Regions from separate parts of the Hordeum vulgare genome. Here region 2 is linked to region 1. Evidence: chromatin contacts called from public Hi-C data. All regions are on one chromosome and are shown on one strand. Each heading gives the region's core, a stretch centred on a gene start, on an enhancer-like site or on the middle of the called end of the contact. The rest is flanking DNA. Distances are from core to core; before and after follow the strand shown. Region 1 has its middle 37 kb from the start of LOC123450298. Region 2 holds the start of LOC123447947 (ABC transporter G family member 25).

Region 1 (3,256 bases), core at 582-3,081:
ACGCTGCCACGATCATGATCATGCACGTCTAACTACTTTTGCTACCTAAACAAGACACACTCATTCAACATAACTACATTCCGACTGCCTCTGCCACTGACACTGCCTCGCTGCCGACGCACCTCCTGGTAATCGTACCGCCCGCCGGCATCGCCGCTACCTCATTGCCTTCCTTGGTCATCTCCGCCCTTCTGCCCGACGTCGAGTCTGTTCGCCCCCCGTCGCCGTCGTCAGAAACAAGGTGAAACGTCGTCGCCATAGCCGATTCATCGGATTGCTTCGAATCTTCTTCTTTTTTCGTCGCCATTTCCCGCCAATTTTGGCGGGAAAGTATGGGGGATAAATTGGCGGGAAATGGAGCCTGGAATATAGCTCACATGCAAAAAAAATCTCATGCACCTATTGGCCTAGCCAACACCAATTAGTCCTTATTGACCTAAGCCAAGGCTGATAGCGACTTATTGGCCTAGCCAAGGCCGACATGAGCTTATTGGCTTCGCCAAGGCCAATAAGGTCCTGGAAGCCAGGCTCACACGCCTATCGGCCTAACCAAGGCCGATTGGGACTTATTGGTCTTGGCTAGGCCGATAGGTTCCAATCGGCCACGCCTAAGCCGAGGCCGTATTAGTTTTGAAAAATCTGAATTTTGTGCAATATTTTTTAAAATAATAAAAAATGCAATATTTAAAAAAACATTTAGTGAGCCCATAATATTTAATTAATAATAATATATGTTAGCAAGGGTTACATGAAAAAAATCTTTAAAAGGTTTGTCAAGTACTCCCTCCGTAAACTAATATAATAACGTTTAGACCACAAAAGTAATAATCTAAATATTTTTCTATTAGTTTATAGAAAGAGTACTTTTCTTGGAGGGAGGTTGTGCGTACTTGCAGTAGGAAGCTTCTATTTCCCAACTCACATGATCGCAAGCCAGGTAACATACACCGAGTGGCGGATCCACCATCGGGGCGGCTGTGCACTGGCTCTCCGACGATGGAGAAGGGTATCTCCCGTGCCTAGCGGCCTTCGACGCAGCACAATGAAGCTCCATCATCATCCAGCGCCCTGGCGAACCTCAATTTCAGGGTACGCCACTGCATACAACCACGCTCGCTTCAGCTGTGACTTTGGGGGCAGCCCGGGGGCAGGGTGCCCCTTGTTATTTTTCCTTTTTTTTGTTTTCTTGCTTCATTAAAAATGTTTCAGGATTTCGTATAAAATTGAATTTGAAAATCTTCATGAATTAAATAAAAATCTCATGAATTCATAATCTGTTCATGAGTTAAAAAAATGTTCTTGGCTTTAGAAAATGTACCCAAATTTGAAAAAGATGTTCCGTAAATTGAAAAAGTGTTCACAGGATTTAAAAAAATTGTGCCTGAATTCAAAAAAGTTCAAACTTTCAAATTTGAATTGGATGAATAAGTTTGTTGAAATTCATGAACATCTTTTAAGAAATGATGAAGATTGTTGTTTTTATGAATATATTAATGCATGTTAAACAAATTTGGAGAGCACATGCTGAATTCGATGAGCATTTTTTAAAATTTAAGGAACAAACAATATTCAGGATTCAAATAAATGTTTGTGGATTGAGAATAAAAAAAAGAATAGAAATGAAAAATTAAAAGAAAAAACAAAGGTATATATACAGTCCGACAAAGTTCTAGTGCCTTTCCAAAAGCGAAAGCTTAATCCATATTGTTGGGCTGGCCCAAAATGTTTGGGGCATCTCGTTGAATCGGCGCGAACAGGATGGCGGGCCGGCTGCCACGATCTCTCAGGACAGAAGAGCCATGCCTAGGCCGACAGCGACTAACCCCATCATCCTCCTGTCTTGTGCAGCCGTGAGATCTGGGCCTCGCCTGCGTCGAGGCCAACTGCAAGAATGGCCCAGGACAACGCCAACTAGGTCATCAACATTCGATCCCTTTTCTCCACCAAACCTGCACCACAACATCAGTCGCCGTCCGCGCGGCGAGGCCGGAGCTCAGCCCACTATGCCGCAACCCTGCTCGTCATCCTTTGCGCCTCGGAATTCCGGCCTCCACAGCACGGGTGCGATGGGATCCACCACTCCAGCGAACATGATCCACCTATCAGGTCTGCCCGCCGGCTGAGCGCTGCCACTCCGGATCCCCTGTCGTACTGGGCTATCGCTGGTCAGCAAGAGGGTTGCGGCCCCGTCCTTCTGTGCATCTTCTTCGTGCTCTACCGCCGCAGCAACCTCCCGTCACCAGTGTGATGTCCGGGTGGCCGTGAGTTCTCTGCCTCTCCGCGCAGTATCCAACACGGCCGAGCGCCGTTGCCGGCTAGCGATTGGGCACCTTCCCCGTGCTTCCTAGCTTCTACTACCTTCTAGCGTCGTTCCCATCTTCCCGTTCCTCTGTCTTGACATGGCCATTAGCGCTTGCCTTCCAACACGGGCAAATAATTATGAGCTTTCTATACACGAGTGAAGCGCCTGCAGGTGTGTGTTTGGAAATTTTGCCTACACGTGTGTTGTACTTGCACATATCGTCATGTGTTTTACCACCTCAATTTCTCTTCCTGGTTGATTTCTTACTGAAGCATTCCAGTAAAAAAAAATGTATTTCGTACCAAAGCTACTCTTGCGGCTTGTGATCTGAAGATCAAAGAGAAATTATTTTGTTCAATGTTAGTACTTGAGTTGTGCTGCAGTTCTGCCCAAGATGTGTCTGTTTTTATGCCTAAGAGGAGATATGTGTTTTCTAGAATAAACTCATATGCATTCCCTACGTTGATTGCTCCTAAATTGTATGACACATTTGCAGGTTTGCCAGTTTGCTTTGTTAAATGGGTATACAATTTTGGTAGAAGCTCTTTTCTAATTATGTTCTCTAATTTGAGTTTTTAATTAGTGTGGTAGATTATTTCTGTAGCTGCATTTTAGATACAAACAAGAGTTTGTTAAGAGACAAAATTATAGCACATGGTTCAAGTCTAAAAGTTTTGAAATAAGTCCCAAAACTTTCTAATGAGATACTACTAGCATATTGTTCTTTTTACTAGATAATGGTGCAGGCAAATATTAGGCTATTGCTGTTAAATAGTGTATTCAATGGCTCAATTCATGAATCTACGGTCTTCCATCTTTAACGCTTGCATCTTCAAATTTATACACACAACTGGCCGAAGCCCCTGAACGTGGTAGGTTACTTTTACATCTTAATTTTTTATATTATGGATGCTCTTCTAACTATGCAAATTATATTTGTTGTTCTTTGTCCTG
Region 2 (3,739 bases), core at 1,139-3,638, 620 kb before region 1:
GTTGTCCCCGGGATCCGCTTCTCCTTCTCGTCTCGTCTCAGGCGCAGGTGAGGTGGCGCCACGGGAAACAAGACGCTAGCTGCCACAGTCGGGAAACGGATCCAACTGAAAGCTGCCACAGGTGTCGGACCGATCTACTACCTACGTACGATCAACTAGAGGAGTATTTGTTTCTTCAGTCGTCCGAAAGCAGAAAACATATGCAGTTTTAGCAAGCCTCCAGTCTGTGTATAAAGTGAGGTCAGGAGGAGCATGATGGGATCTTGACCTGTTTGGGATTTTATTTTTTCTTCAGAAAACTAGTAGGAGTAAAAGACAAGCGCGTAGGTGGTCAAATCACCCGTGAAACGGTAAGCCCGGTCGCCAAATATGCGGGCAGATTGCCGATGAGAGCTCTTTCCTTCTTGACTAGACTGGAGAAGTAGAGTAGGGGGAACGCATTGGAGCGTGTAGCTATCGATCGATCCAACAATATTTCCACTCTTTTTTGAGGACCTAATGATCGATCCAATATTATGATGTGCTGTGCAGCCCCACTAGCAGCGTCCCACCGATCGGGACCTCCGTGACACGTGTCCGGTGGGTGCGATTATTCAGCCATAATTAAAGTGCTTTGCGCGAAAGCTAGTAAGATAAAACACCACTAGTGCTACTGCTAGCTATCTAATCTAGGGCACTCGCACCGCTCTTTTGTTTGCGCACCTTCTCTCTCTCCCGATCTTTTTAGTTGGGTGCACTCCACACTCGCCTACCGGATTTGTTTTGCTCGTCTCCAATGTCATCATCCCTAATCCAAAAATCTAGTCACCCGCGATGCTAAAAGGGGAACATAAACATCTAGTGCAGTACGTACTATTCCCCCCTGCTGCCTAAGCTTGCTTTCAGGACGTTTCTCCCTCTAGCTAGATTGTCTAACGCTTTGGTGAATCCAGATTTCTGTTCGTGCTCATCTTGGAAGGAAGCATCTCTTGTAGTAAGTTGTAACTCTATCGATCGTCTAGTAACATAGTTTCATGGAAAGAAAAGAAGGGTTTGATTGCGTGTGTAGTAACAACTAACAACAAGTATACTACTCACCATTCGCGAGGTCGAGCATGAAGTCGGCCGGGTTGACGTGGAAGCCCGGCGCGAAGCCGACGGAGGCGAAGTAGTCCATGGCGTCGCGGCCGGGCCCGTGGTACATGCAGCTGCCCTCGGAGAGCAGCAGCACGGAGTCGAAGGCCCGGTACACGCGGCTGGACGGCTGGTGCACGGATAGCACCACCGTGCGCCCCTTGCGCGCCAGCGCCGACAGCGTGGCCACCAGCCGGGACGCCGCCGTGGAGTCCAGCCCGGAGGTGGGCTCGTCCAGGACCAGCAGGCTCGGGTTCACCAGCAGCTCGTGCCCGATGCTCACGCGCTTCCGCTCGCCGCCGGACACGCCGCGCACGAACGCGTTGCCCACGATCGTGTCCGCGCAGGTGCCGAGGCCCAGCTCCGCGATCACGGCGTCCGCGGCGGCGAGCTTGGCGGAGGTCGGGGCGGACGTGGGGAGGCGCAGCATGGCGCAGAAGGCGAGGGTCTCGCGCACGGTCAGGTGCGGGTGGAGGATGTCGTCCTGGGCGACGAACCCCGTGCGGCGCTGCACGGCGCGGCACGGGGCGCGGCCGCCGGTTAGGACCGTGCCGGAGTAGCGGCCGGCGAGGCGGCCACCCAGGATGGACAGGAGCGTCGACTTCCCGCTGCCGGACGGGCCTAGCACGGCCAGAACCTCGCCGGGTCGCGCCTCGCCGGTGATCCCCTTGAGTATCGTCCTCTCCTCAACAGAGGCCGACAGGCCGCCGGCGGCACCGCCACCACCACCACCACCGGAGTGCGATATCCTTCCCGGCGGCTCCTTCGCCGTCCTCTCCACCTTGACGCGGTACGCCACGTCGATGAACTGCAACACACCATCAAGCCAAGCGCACGCCCAACGTCATAAACAAGTCGGCGACCCAAAGCTCAAGCCGTGCACAATCGGCCATGCATGCAGCTCCGTGCGTACTACAGTAACAGTACGTACCTGGAGATTCAGCGGCGTGCAGACGGACGTCAAGAAGCAATCCATCTTGGACGGCGGCGCCGGCGCGGCCGTAGCGGGTGAGACTAGGCCGCCCCCGCCATGCACGCTCTGCCCGTTGGGAGGCATCGCGATCGCTGCTCGAACTTAATTCTGCTCCGATATGCTACTCGCCAGACGATCGGCGGTATGAGACCAGCTGGCGGCAAAGAGGGAGTGGAAATCTGACGGCGAGACGAGCGAGTGGTGGTTGGCGCGAGCTTGATCGAGCCTAGCGGGATGGTGGTGGTGGTGATGGATGGAGTATGAGAAGATCGAAGGGGGTGTGGGAGGTTGGAGGGGTATATAAAGGGGGAGGAGGCTATGGCACATGGACATGGAGGTGGTGAGGGCCACGTCACCGGCGCAGGGGACGCGGCACGTGGCGGGAGGGGCACGGCGAGTGGAGCGGCGGGCCCGCCGGCGGTGGTGTGCTGCTGCTTTTGGCGCGCGGCACCCCATGCCCCCCCCTCCCCTCCCCTCCTTTATGGTTGGACCGGCGCCGCTCCGGTGGGGTCGCCGTGGAAGGGAAGAGAGCGAGCAGAGCACAAGTTGCTGCTGGCTGTTTGGTTCAGGGAATCCAAGCAAGGGAGGAGAGAAAAGCGCGCGAGAAGATGGTGGGCTTTGGTGCGCGAGGTGGCATCAGCAGAGCGCGCCTGTGCGTGTGTGCGCGCCCCACCACAGGCATCACACACACCCCTGCCCGGACCTCCTACTGTGCCGGGGCGGTTAGTACGAGTATTAACTAAGCCGCGCCGCTGATTTTACAAAGTGGCTCTTGACTTTTCCCGATATCTTCGCTTGTCAAATTGCTGTTTCTCAGTCAAGTGAGCCGTTGGGCATCGTCAAGCGCAATTCTACACACATCATTGTGCGCAGTTAGGTCTAGAAATGCAATGCTTGGTAGTTGCATATTTTATTTTCAGAGTCTGGTTTTGTTAGTCCATTTTGACAATTTGGTAGTTGCATATTTTGCCGCAGACGGACGGTGTTAGGGCATCTCCAATACCGACCCTCAAATTGCTCACATTTTATGAGAATAACCGTGAAAATCATTCTACACACTTCTGTATCTGTACGTTGGGTGGTGCGGAGCATAATTTCTTCGCAAACTTGAACGAAATATGGGAGGATTTTGCGGGAGTCCACACACGAGGAAGGTCGGACTCCGACCCCCCCCCCTCCCACCAAAAAGGAGAGCCCACACTTTTGTAGCAACCTGTACTATTTCCGTGCCAAAACCCCGGGTTAGGATCCTCTGAAGTACTGTATGGTACAGTAAGGTCACTGTCATGTGGGACCTGGCCCCATATGTCATCCGCACTACAGCATCATACGGTACTGCAGAGGATCTCAACCCCAAAACCCCCACTCCCTTCTTCCATCTTCGCTGCTCTTCATCCAATTCCCACCCTTTTCATCCACCTCTTCTTTCTTATGCCGCCGACGCTTGGAATCGAAGAAGAACCTACCAGAGATGGAGGTGACAGAGGTGTCAAAGGATCCGAGCATCCTGCCCGCCCGAAAGATCAGCTTGGTACGCGGCAAACTCGTCGCGTCAAAGCGAAGGCCACAAACAAGGAGAAGCTCAAGAAGCTTATGGATGTTGGTGGGCGTGGTGGGTGTGGTGGTTGTGGTGGGCGTAACAACGGAGGCCGC

The links. A called contact is a pair of places that touch in the nucleus more often than the background predicts.
Region 2: a Hi-C map of leaf shows a contact between it and region 1, with 3 times the contacts expected there. The contact joins the promoter of LOC123447947 here to the enhancer-like site in region 1. A contact is called at or near these places in 2 of 6 Hi-C or Micro-C datasets (leaf and seedling) and 1 of 1 datasets of contacts at active chromatin or transcription factors (embryo).

What each region holds. Positions count from the first base shown.
Region 1 is chr4H:82,108,371-82,111,626 of MorexV3_pseudomolecules_assembly, reverse strand. No RefSeq gene overlaps it. Among protein-coding and RNA genes, the nearest start is that of LOC123450298, 37 kb to the right of the region's middle. Within about 2 kb of position 1,831, at least 3 of the 3 cell types and tissues checked have open chromatin away from gene starts, as enhancers often do. A contact at or near this core is called in leaf and seedling, where this site is marked.
Region 2 is chr4H:82,730,588-82,734,326 of MorexV3_pseudomolecules_assembly, reverse strand. It overlaps LOC123447947 (ABC transporter G family member 25), which reads right to left and starts at 2,388. Exons shown (of 3, transcript XM_045124689.1): 1 at 2,045-2,388; 2 at 1,078-1,921. The coding sequence starts at 2,170.